Regions from separate parts of the Mus musculus genome. Here region 1 is linked to region 2. Evidence: chromatin contacts called from public promoter capture Hi-C data. All regions are on one chromosome and are shown on one strand. Each heading gives the region's core, a stretch centred on a gene start, on an enhancer-like site or on the middle of the called end of the contact. The rest is flanking DNA. Distances are from core to core; before and after follow the strand shown. Region 1 holds the start of Cct4 (chaperonin containing Tcp1, subunit 4 (delta)). Region 2 holds the start of Peli1 (pellino 1).

Region 1 (4,270 bases), core at 705-3,204, 1.9 Mb after region 2:
AGCATGCCTCTTAATTTTTCTGTCCCCTGATTTCTTCTCTTCTGTGCCTAAGTCTGAATGGGTAACCACTTCAGGGAATGTCAGCAACAGAGGGGCCATGGAGGAAATGTCAACAAAGACAAGAAAGCAAACTATACAGACAGTCCACCCAAGCTGTTCAGCCATGGAACCATAGATAAATCCAACTATTACAGAAAAAAAAAAAAGAATTCCCTGCGACGTCAGTGCATGAGGTTCTGCCCTGGGTGGGCAGTGAATTCAGCTCCCCAGCACGACAGACAGCAGAGATTGGCTTGCACCTCTTTCATCCCTTTCCCCGGGGAGAAGCATGTCTTCCTGCAGGCACAGTGAAGGTCTCTTTCAGATCGCTGTTTTGTCTCCTGCTTTTAAGAGCAGGAGAAGTCAGAGTACTTGCGTTAGTTATTTCTCTGTTGCTGTGATAAAACTCCATGACCATGCCGGGTGGTGGTCTCACCAGCCTTTAGTCCAAACTTTTTGGGAGGCAGAGGCAGGAGGATCACTGGGAGTTTGAGGTCTACAGAGAGTTAGTTTCAGGACAGTCAAAGCTACACAGTGAAACCTTATAACAAAAACAAACAAACAAACAAAAAACACACCACAACCACAAGGAAGGCAATTTATAGAGGGAAGAGTTTTGAGGGGTTTTATGGTTCTAGGACTTCATGATCACTGGGAAGCACAGCAGGGAAGCTTCACAACAGGTAGGCATGGAGAAGGGAGAGCTCACATCTCATATTGTGAAGAGGAAGCAGAGCACAAACTGGCTGGTAGCTTTTGAAACAAACTCAGCCTCCAGTGATATACTTACTCCAGCAAGGCTACACCTCCTAAGCTTCTCCAATCAGAGCTACCCACTGGGGACCAAGTATTTGAATGTCTAAAACTAGGGGAGACATCTCAAATCACCACAGTACCAGTACCTGTTCTCTTCATATAAGTCAGCTGTCTCAACAACCATAGAATATTTGTGTGCTTCGAGGGAGGGGTAAACTGGTCTTTGAAAAAGACGTGTCCCCCAAGGGGAGGCTTGAAAAGTTCATCTTAGTCTTAATAGAGTGAATGAATGTAAATGCTTCTCATAATTACAGGACTAAGTCCATGAAACAATTGTTCGTTAACCTACCGCAGGCATCTGGCACCTTATGGCTCTCAATTATTAACTGTGAACTACCACTGAATGAGTATTACCTATATAAACTCTGGTGGTCAATGATCATGATTATAGAAACCTTGGAAGTTTACCTAAGGACAGAGTCCTGGCTCTGTACTGGCTTCCACTGCCTTACTGGTTGACCTTGGGCTTTAGCTTCATCATCCTTTAAGTCTAGACGATGACACCTATTTCATGGGATTATGAGGATTAGTGTGGGGGTGGGGTGGGGGGGGTAAAGAGTGTAAAGATTTCACACTTTGCTCAGCAGATAACTATTAATCAGTTATTAGAATGTTTATGTTCCCTAAGAGTCAGTGGTTATGTTTATGGAAGAGGTCTTAACTAGAAGGCAGACTGGATTTGATAGGCAGTCACCGCCCCACAACTATTACGATTCTGTGCCGTCTAACTAGTGTATTTAAATCCCTAGGCAGTCAAAATATATACAAAAGGGAGGAAACTATTCATGGCACATCTCTCCTCCAACACCTTTACAAAGTGAATAAACTAGGAATAGAATTTGGAATTTAGACATGGATGTCCGTAAAAGGCCGGTTGCACCACACCCACTCCGGAACAAAGCCAGAGCTGTCACAGCTTCCTCAACAGCACTAGCAGAAGCTAAAGGCTCGGGTCCATCTAGAACGGCCACAGCCACGCCTATAAAACCTCCCGCTCCATCTCAGGCACAGGGAGGGGTGGACAGTCCGTAGCCACATCTCCGCGCGCAAGCTGCGCAGCCGGCGTGCGGCAGACAGCCCCTGACGTCACACCCGCGCCGGCTCTCCAGCAGGCCCCTTGCTCGGCTTCCGCCTTCTCTCCCGGCGTCGCTTTCTGGAAGGTTCGTGGAGGAGGCGGTCAGGGAGACCGTTACTCCACAGCAAGCCGGAATCCGTGTCCATCCGTCCTCCTGAACCCGCGCAGACGCCACCAAGGTCGCCATGCCGGAGAACGTAGCTTCCCGAAGCGGGGCGCCCACCGCCGGGCCCGGCAGCCGCGGGAAAAGCGCCTACCAGGACCGCGACAAGCCAGCCCAGATCCGCTTCAGCAATATTTCCGCGGCCAAAGGTATCACCCGGTCGCCGGCCCGCCTCCGGCGGAACGGCCCAGCCTCGCTGTGACCTTGGCCCTGGGTGGGTTGTGTTCCTTCAAGGTGGTCTCGTTTGCAGCTTTCTGCTAAGCACTCGGAGCGTGGAGGCCTCGGACACGCCCCATTGTGGGACGCCGAGCTCCTTAGTTCGTCTCCTGCAGGCATGGGCGGTGTTGGTCACATTGGCGCAGACAGCCGTTTAAAATACTGAAAGCAATGATCCTTGAGATCTGACTCTTAAGAACTAAAGCTTGGCTGTTTATCAAACCTAGTGGTAGACGACACAGTATTTTGAGCTTTCAAATAAAATTCATTTTACTTTTTCAACATTTTCAAAAAAAGTTCATTTAACTTATGAACGTTCTTTGGCTCCGTAGTACTAATCGGATAGTCACTATAAATTCCCTTAAACTGGCAGGTGGGCGACATAGGGTTGTAAAAGCACGTGGTGAAAACCAGACAGGCCGAGTTTTATTCTCAGTATGTGCTATTTGACGCGTCTGACGTCTAAAGCAACAAAGCCTTAAGAGATACTGCCAGGGTTTATTTGGGTTGGAGACAAAGATGCATGATTTGGGAAGTGGACGGGGTGTTGTTTTATCTTCTGAAGGTCCTAGGATCCAAGAAACTCTTGACTTCGCAGTGCAGCTGTAAGTTGGGTGAGGTGACAGTTGATTTGCAGGGTTGCTGGGAGGATTAAATGTGAAAGTGTATGAAGTAAACCTGACAAGTACTGCAGTCACCAGTCCAGGTGACTGGAATGTGTTGGTGCTGTGAGGTGTGTGCGCAGGATGGGCCTTAAGGAGTTGGAGACGCCAAGCTGACCAGGTGCTCCATGTGAGAGTCTTTTGGAAGTTTGGAGTGAATACCTGACACCTGGAAGTTTATTGAGTTCATTAATTACGTTTGTGGTAGTGGAGTCATTGGGATGTTGAAAGATGAATTCTAGAGTCAGATGAGTGACCAAGAGAGTGTACACTCTATTAAGAAATGAGTTTACTTCAGGCAACCATCTTAGCTAGGGTTTCTATTATTGTGAAAACACAGGTTATGTGGATTTAGTTATTAATTTATGTATATGGGTGTTTTGTCTGTATGTATATTTGTACACCAGAAGGCATTGGATCCCATAGAACTGTGTTTATATGTGGTTGTGGGTGCTGGGAGTTGATCTCAGGGCCTCTGGAAGAGCAGCCATCTTTTATCCATCTGCTGAGCCATCCCTTCAGCCCCTCAACCTGCTTTCTTATGAACCCAGGACCACTAGCCCGGGGATGGACCCACCCACAAAGGATTGAGCCCTTCCCCCTCAATCTCTAGTCAAGAACATTCCCTATAGACTTGCCTACAACTCCGTTTTAACTGACTTTTTCTTAATTTGAGGAGTTACCGCCTCTGAGATCACTTTGGCTTGGGTCAAGTTCACATAAACTGTCCAGAACAGTTACTTTTCAAAGGAAGGGTGCACAAAAATTAAAAAGGACAGAAGGAGCCATGCACGTAGGCAGGATTGGTTACCCAAATTGCCTGTAAAGCTATCTAGTTACTAAAGGAGCAAAGGGCAAACTAGTTTTTCCAAGTCAAAACAGAATTCTAGAAAGTGAGAAAGGTTTCTTCCAGATACAATTTGAGTTGAGTTCATTTTGCAATTATCCATCCCTCTCAAATAAAGACAATATTACTTGCTAATGGTGAGGGAGATTTCACAGACAGAAAATACTGGTGGTTTTGTGTAAATCATTTTACAGTCATTAGCTTGTGTTCTAGAGATGGAGAGTCTAAAATACCATAATTTTTTAGTAGTGAATATCTTGAAACGGGTCCACAGAAATCATCTGAAACTTTGATGATAACATTAGACCAAAGTTAGGACATACGTAAAATATTGTTATACAAGGTATTTTCTGTTAAATTATTTATTCTTTGCCAAATATGGCCAAAAGCATATAGTAGTTAAGGGATACAGAAGAAATTTTAGCCTATGGGTCCCACATATGTTTTCTCAG
Region 2 (4,058 bases), core at 1,456-3,955:
CACCTGCTACCCCAGGCCTAATTGGGGAAGAAGCTGATGGCCACTCTGCCTGAGATCTGACATGGCTGATGTTTTTTTCCCCATCTGAAGCATGGCAAATCTTTTCTCTCCTTGATCTGCTAGTTTGCCTGTGTGGAGTGGGGGGTAGAGGCTGGGGGAGAGGGGCAGACTGCAAGTCCTGCCTATTCCTCCGAGCTCATTGGCAGCTCGCATCTTTACTGATCAATCAAGAACCAACTGGGGACAGGACCTTCAGGTTCCCATGAAGATTCCTGATCAGAGCATCAGAACAACCCCTACATTTATATTTATAATAAGCCGTAAACAGCACAAGAACTGGGCAGCTATCTACCTTCTATGCTATTAGAATCTACTTTCTTATAGATAAATACAAATTATTACTTAATATTTACTATGTTTCATCTGGGATGCTCTTAACTCCCACTGGACAGCCCCCAGGGTTGCACTTTTATGGCTCACTTAACCCATGGTGGCTTCTCCTCCCTCCTCCTGCACTCCTCTCCTCCCTGTCTCCTAGGACTCCAAGCCTGAGAAGCCTAAACTCCACTTATGTCTCTTCTGCCCAGCTATTGGCTGTTGGCATCTTTATTTACTGATCAGAAATAACTTGGGGGTAGGGTCACAAGTCTATGTACAGACTCCAAGTCTTGGGGGCCCACATTTAGCATTACAATAGAGAGCAAGATCAAACCTCAACATTGTTGTTTTTGCCTTAAATTATCTTTAAAATGTTTTTGATGAAGGGGGATCTTACATATTTACAATTTTTGGCATTCAGGCTGTTAGGCTTAAGAGTGAGCACTCAACCCCACTGACCCATCTCATAAGTCCTGTGGTAGTTTTTATATGAATGCGCATTTACCCTGATCAGGGTCCATTAAGCTTCTCAAATATATCTTATCAAAAACTCATGTTTGAATACTGCTTCCAGAAGAAATAAAAAAAAGATGACATTCTTTAGCATATTACCCCCACCCTTCATGGGCTTAGCTGTCTCCTTCATTTTCTTGAAGTTTCCTCATGCCTCTCTCCCCAGTGTGCTTCTGCCACCGCCAGCAAATGTGCCATTAGCCTCTGTGTCCTCGAGCTCCCTGCTCCTTCACTGCTCTCTTCCACCTTTGCCAATAAAATACACAAACGTGGAAGCCGTGAGTCAGCCCACATTCAAATGATCTTTGAAGCACTTCCTGACCCTGCCTGAGTCTGAGGTAGTCTGAATTTTCCTATGACAGCATAGATCACACTGAGTCCATTTATCTGTCTCTTCCTTGGCAGAGAGAGGGGACAATGAATACAAAGTATGTCTCTTTTATATCTTTACAGCTCTATTTTTGAGGCCCAATAAAGTGCCTGGCACATAGTAAATACCTTTACTTGTTTTTTAGTATTTTATTTAAATATCTACATTAAATATTTTAAATACAGGTGTCTTGCCTGCATATATGTCTATGGGCCAATGAGGCCAGAAGATGGTGTTGGATTCCCTGAAGTTACAGGAGGCTGTGAGTGTCCACATTGGTGCTGGAAAAGAAGCCAGGTCCTTTGGAAGCGTGACCAGTGCTCTTAACTGCTGAGCCCTGCTGAGCCATTCTCTGTCTCCCGTGTACTTGTTTCTTAAATTACTTATTTCTTCATTGATCAAATAATTATGTGGTCTGTGGGCATCCAGGGTTTTTGATCCTAAGACTATTTGAAAATCCTTAGTTTCCCATCTTGAAATAGATGTCTGATTCCTTGGCATTAATGTTTTTTCTTCCAGGTTCTAGGTACTCTATTAAGGGAAACTGAGGCAAATTACCTGTAAACCTTCTGGAGAGCCAGTACTGTGTTTTCTCACACCACCATACATGCATACCTGGTCATTTAGAAAGGGTGTAAGACTTAGCTGAGCACAACATACCCATACCATGTTTCAAGGTGCCGTATGTTGTAATTTGATAGTGAGAAACTTGAATCGGCTAATACATACATTGAACAGTTCTGAACTCTCTCTACTTATCTTTTGAATATATATTTATGGAATCTGGATGTTTGAAGAACTATAGATTTTCAGATGAACAAATTGCAGTACAATGATCCAACAATGCTGTTAATGCTGAACTTGGGTTGGAATTAAATGTAACTAACCGAACAAAGAAATTACAGAATTCTGTTAATGGTCACGCTCCCTACAGTTTTATAACCTAATTGTTAAAACACTAAGAACAAGTAGATTTTTAGTACCTTGGGTAATTCTCTTGAAGGAGGCAAAGGAAGGGGGTATTTATGATTTGCAGAAGAAATCTAAACAACCAAGGAGACTGCCATGTCAAGAGGAAGTTAGATTTCACTGGGCACTTGGAAGTGGTTGGGGGTGGGGTGAAGCAGGAGGGACTGGCTGTGGGCAGGAACCCAATGGCACCAAAGACACAAGACCAGCCTTGTTTAGTCAACTACAGTCCAGAACCTTCAGGCTTAGTGAATGGGTGACTATGGCAACAGTCCCCGCCCCAACCCCCTTGCGCGTGCACAGCGCAGAGCCAGCAGTAGGCTCCTCCACAACAGATACTTTTTTTTTTCTCTCTCGGTAAAGAGAACTACAGTTCCCAAGAGCCCTCTCGGCACCGCCTCGCGATGTGGCCCTGCCCCTTACCCTTATGCCCCGCCCTCCCGCTAGTCCCGGTCCCTCCTTCCCAGTGTGTGTCAGTGACCCAAAGGCGGTTCGAGGCGGAGGGACCGTCGGGGGCGCCGCCGCCGCCTTCTCCAGCGCCAGCAACAGCAGCAGCAGCGGCAGCGACAACAGCAGCAGCGGCAGCAGCGGCCGTGCGGCGCCACCGGATCTGCCTGCAGCCCGGGGAGCTCACCACAAAGCGGGCCCGAGCCTCCCTCTCTAGTCCGCGCTCGGCTCTGCGTTCCACTCGGCCTCGCGGGGCTCGGCGGCTGGCGGGAAGGCGGCGGGCTCCGCTGGTGCCTGCGTTCAACCGGTGCTCGCGCCGCCCCCGCGCCCCGGGTGTCCGTGCGGCGGGCCGAGCTGGCGTTCCGGCCACCAGCAGTCGTCCGGTGAGTGCGGCGCGGGCGGCGAACGGGGGCGCGAGGGCCGGCGGCGCGGAACTTCCTCCGAGCCTTTGCCGGTGGCGGCGCGGCGGCCTGCGCGCCCGCCCGCCCGCGGGGAGGCGGCGGGGAGCAGAGTTTGCGGCGCCGCATCCCGCGCGGAGGGAGGAAGCGCCTTTGTGAGGAGCTGCCCGGAACGCCCTCCCCCACGGCTGGAGCGGGTGCGCGGCGGAGGGGAGCCCCAGCTCGGCGGCCCGGTTCTCGCTCCCGCGGCCAGGCTGCAGGCCGGCGAAGTGGAAGGGGAACAAAGGGGCGGTGGGCTTTTCTTTTGTTTGTGTGAATCTGATAACTTCTCAGCTTCCTTACGTAACACAGAATTCCAAGTTAGTCATTCTTTTTATTGTTATGATTATTGTCATCATCTCTGCGTGCCTCTACGTTTCCTTTCATCTTGGGAATCTCAGAGCATTTTAAAAACACTAATTAATTTCACCTCCCGGCCCTTGCCAAGCCCGTTTCCGTACGTGGGTAAACTGAGGTCCAGAAAGCCCTCAAATTGATGGATACGCTTGATGTACCGCGCTGGTGTCTGAGGCTCCGAAAGCGTTTATGAGTAATAACTCATTCTCCAAATGCCCTGTGGAAAAGTTAAAGATGCTCATTTTACTTACAGGTTAAATGAAGTCTGGAAGAAGTCTAGGTAATTGTTAGGTAGTTGAAACAATAATTCTTTTTAAATAGTATTTGAATCTTAAAACCTCAAAGGACTTTCTGAAAAATGTTCCGAGTGGTGAAGATACTGTAAGTCATCAACTCACTTCGCCATATATTATGTTTATATGTGCAGATCTCTTACAAAGTCAGACAACAATGATGAGGGAGGGGATAGTTTTTACTTAACCTACATTTAACATGTTTAGTCACTACTCACAATATGCTCGTTGGTTTTAGCCCCAGCACTCTTCCATCAACAAATATTGAGCATCTCATCCACAGGACGCTTTATT

Evidence for each region. Capture Hi-C pulls out chosen DNA fragments and counts their contacts.
Region 1: a contact with region 2 is called in a promoter capture Hi-C map of adipose tissue, with 3 times the contacts expected there. The contact joins the promoter of Cct4 here to the promoter of Peli1 in region 2. A contact is called at or near these places in 3 of 39 promoter capture datasets (hippocampal neurons, liver and pre-B cells), 1 of 115 datasets of contacts at active chromatin or transcription factors (astrocytes) and 2 of 9 other capture datasets (adipose tissue and liver).

What each region holds. Positions count from the first base shown.
Region 1 is chr11:22,988,639-22,992,908 of GRCm38.p6, forward strand. Cct4 (chaperonin containing Tcp1, subunit 4 (delta)) reads left to right here and starts at 1,955. Exons shown (of 14, transcript NM_009837.1): 1 at 1,955-2,242. The coding sequence starts at 2,116.
Region 2 is chr11:21,088,619-21,092,676 of GRCm38.p6, forward strand. It overlaps Peli1 (pellino 1), which reads left to right and starts at 2,706. Exons shown (of 7, transcript NM_023324.2): 1 at 2,706-3,060.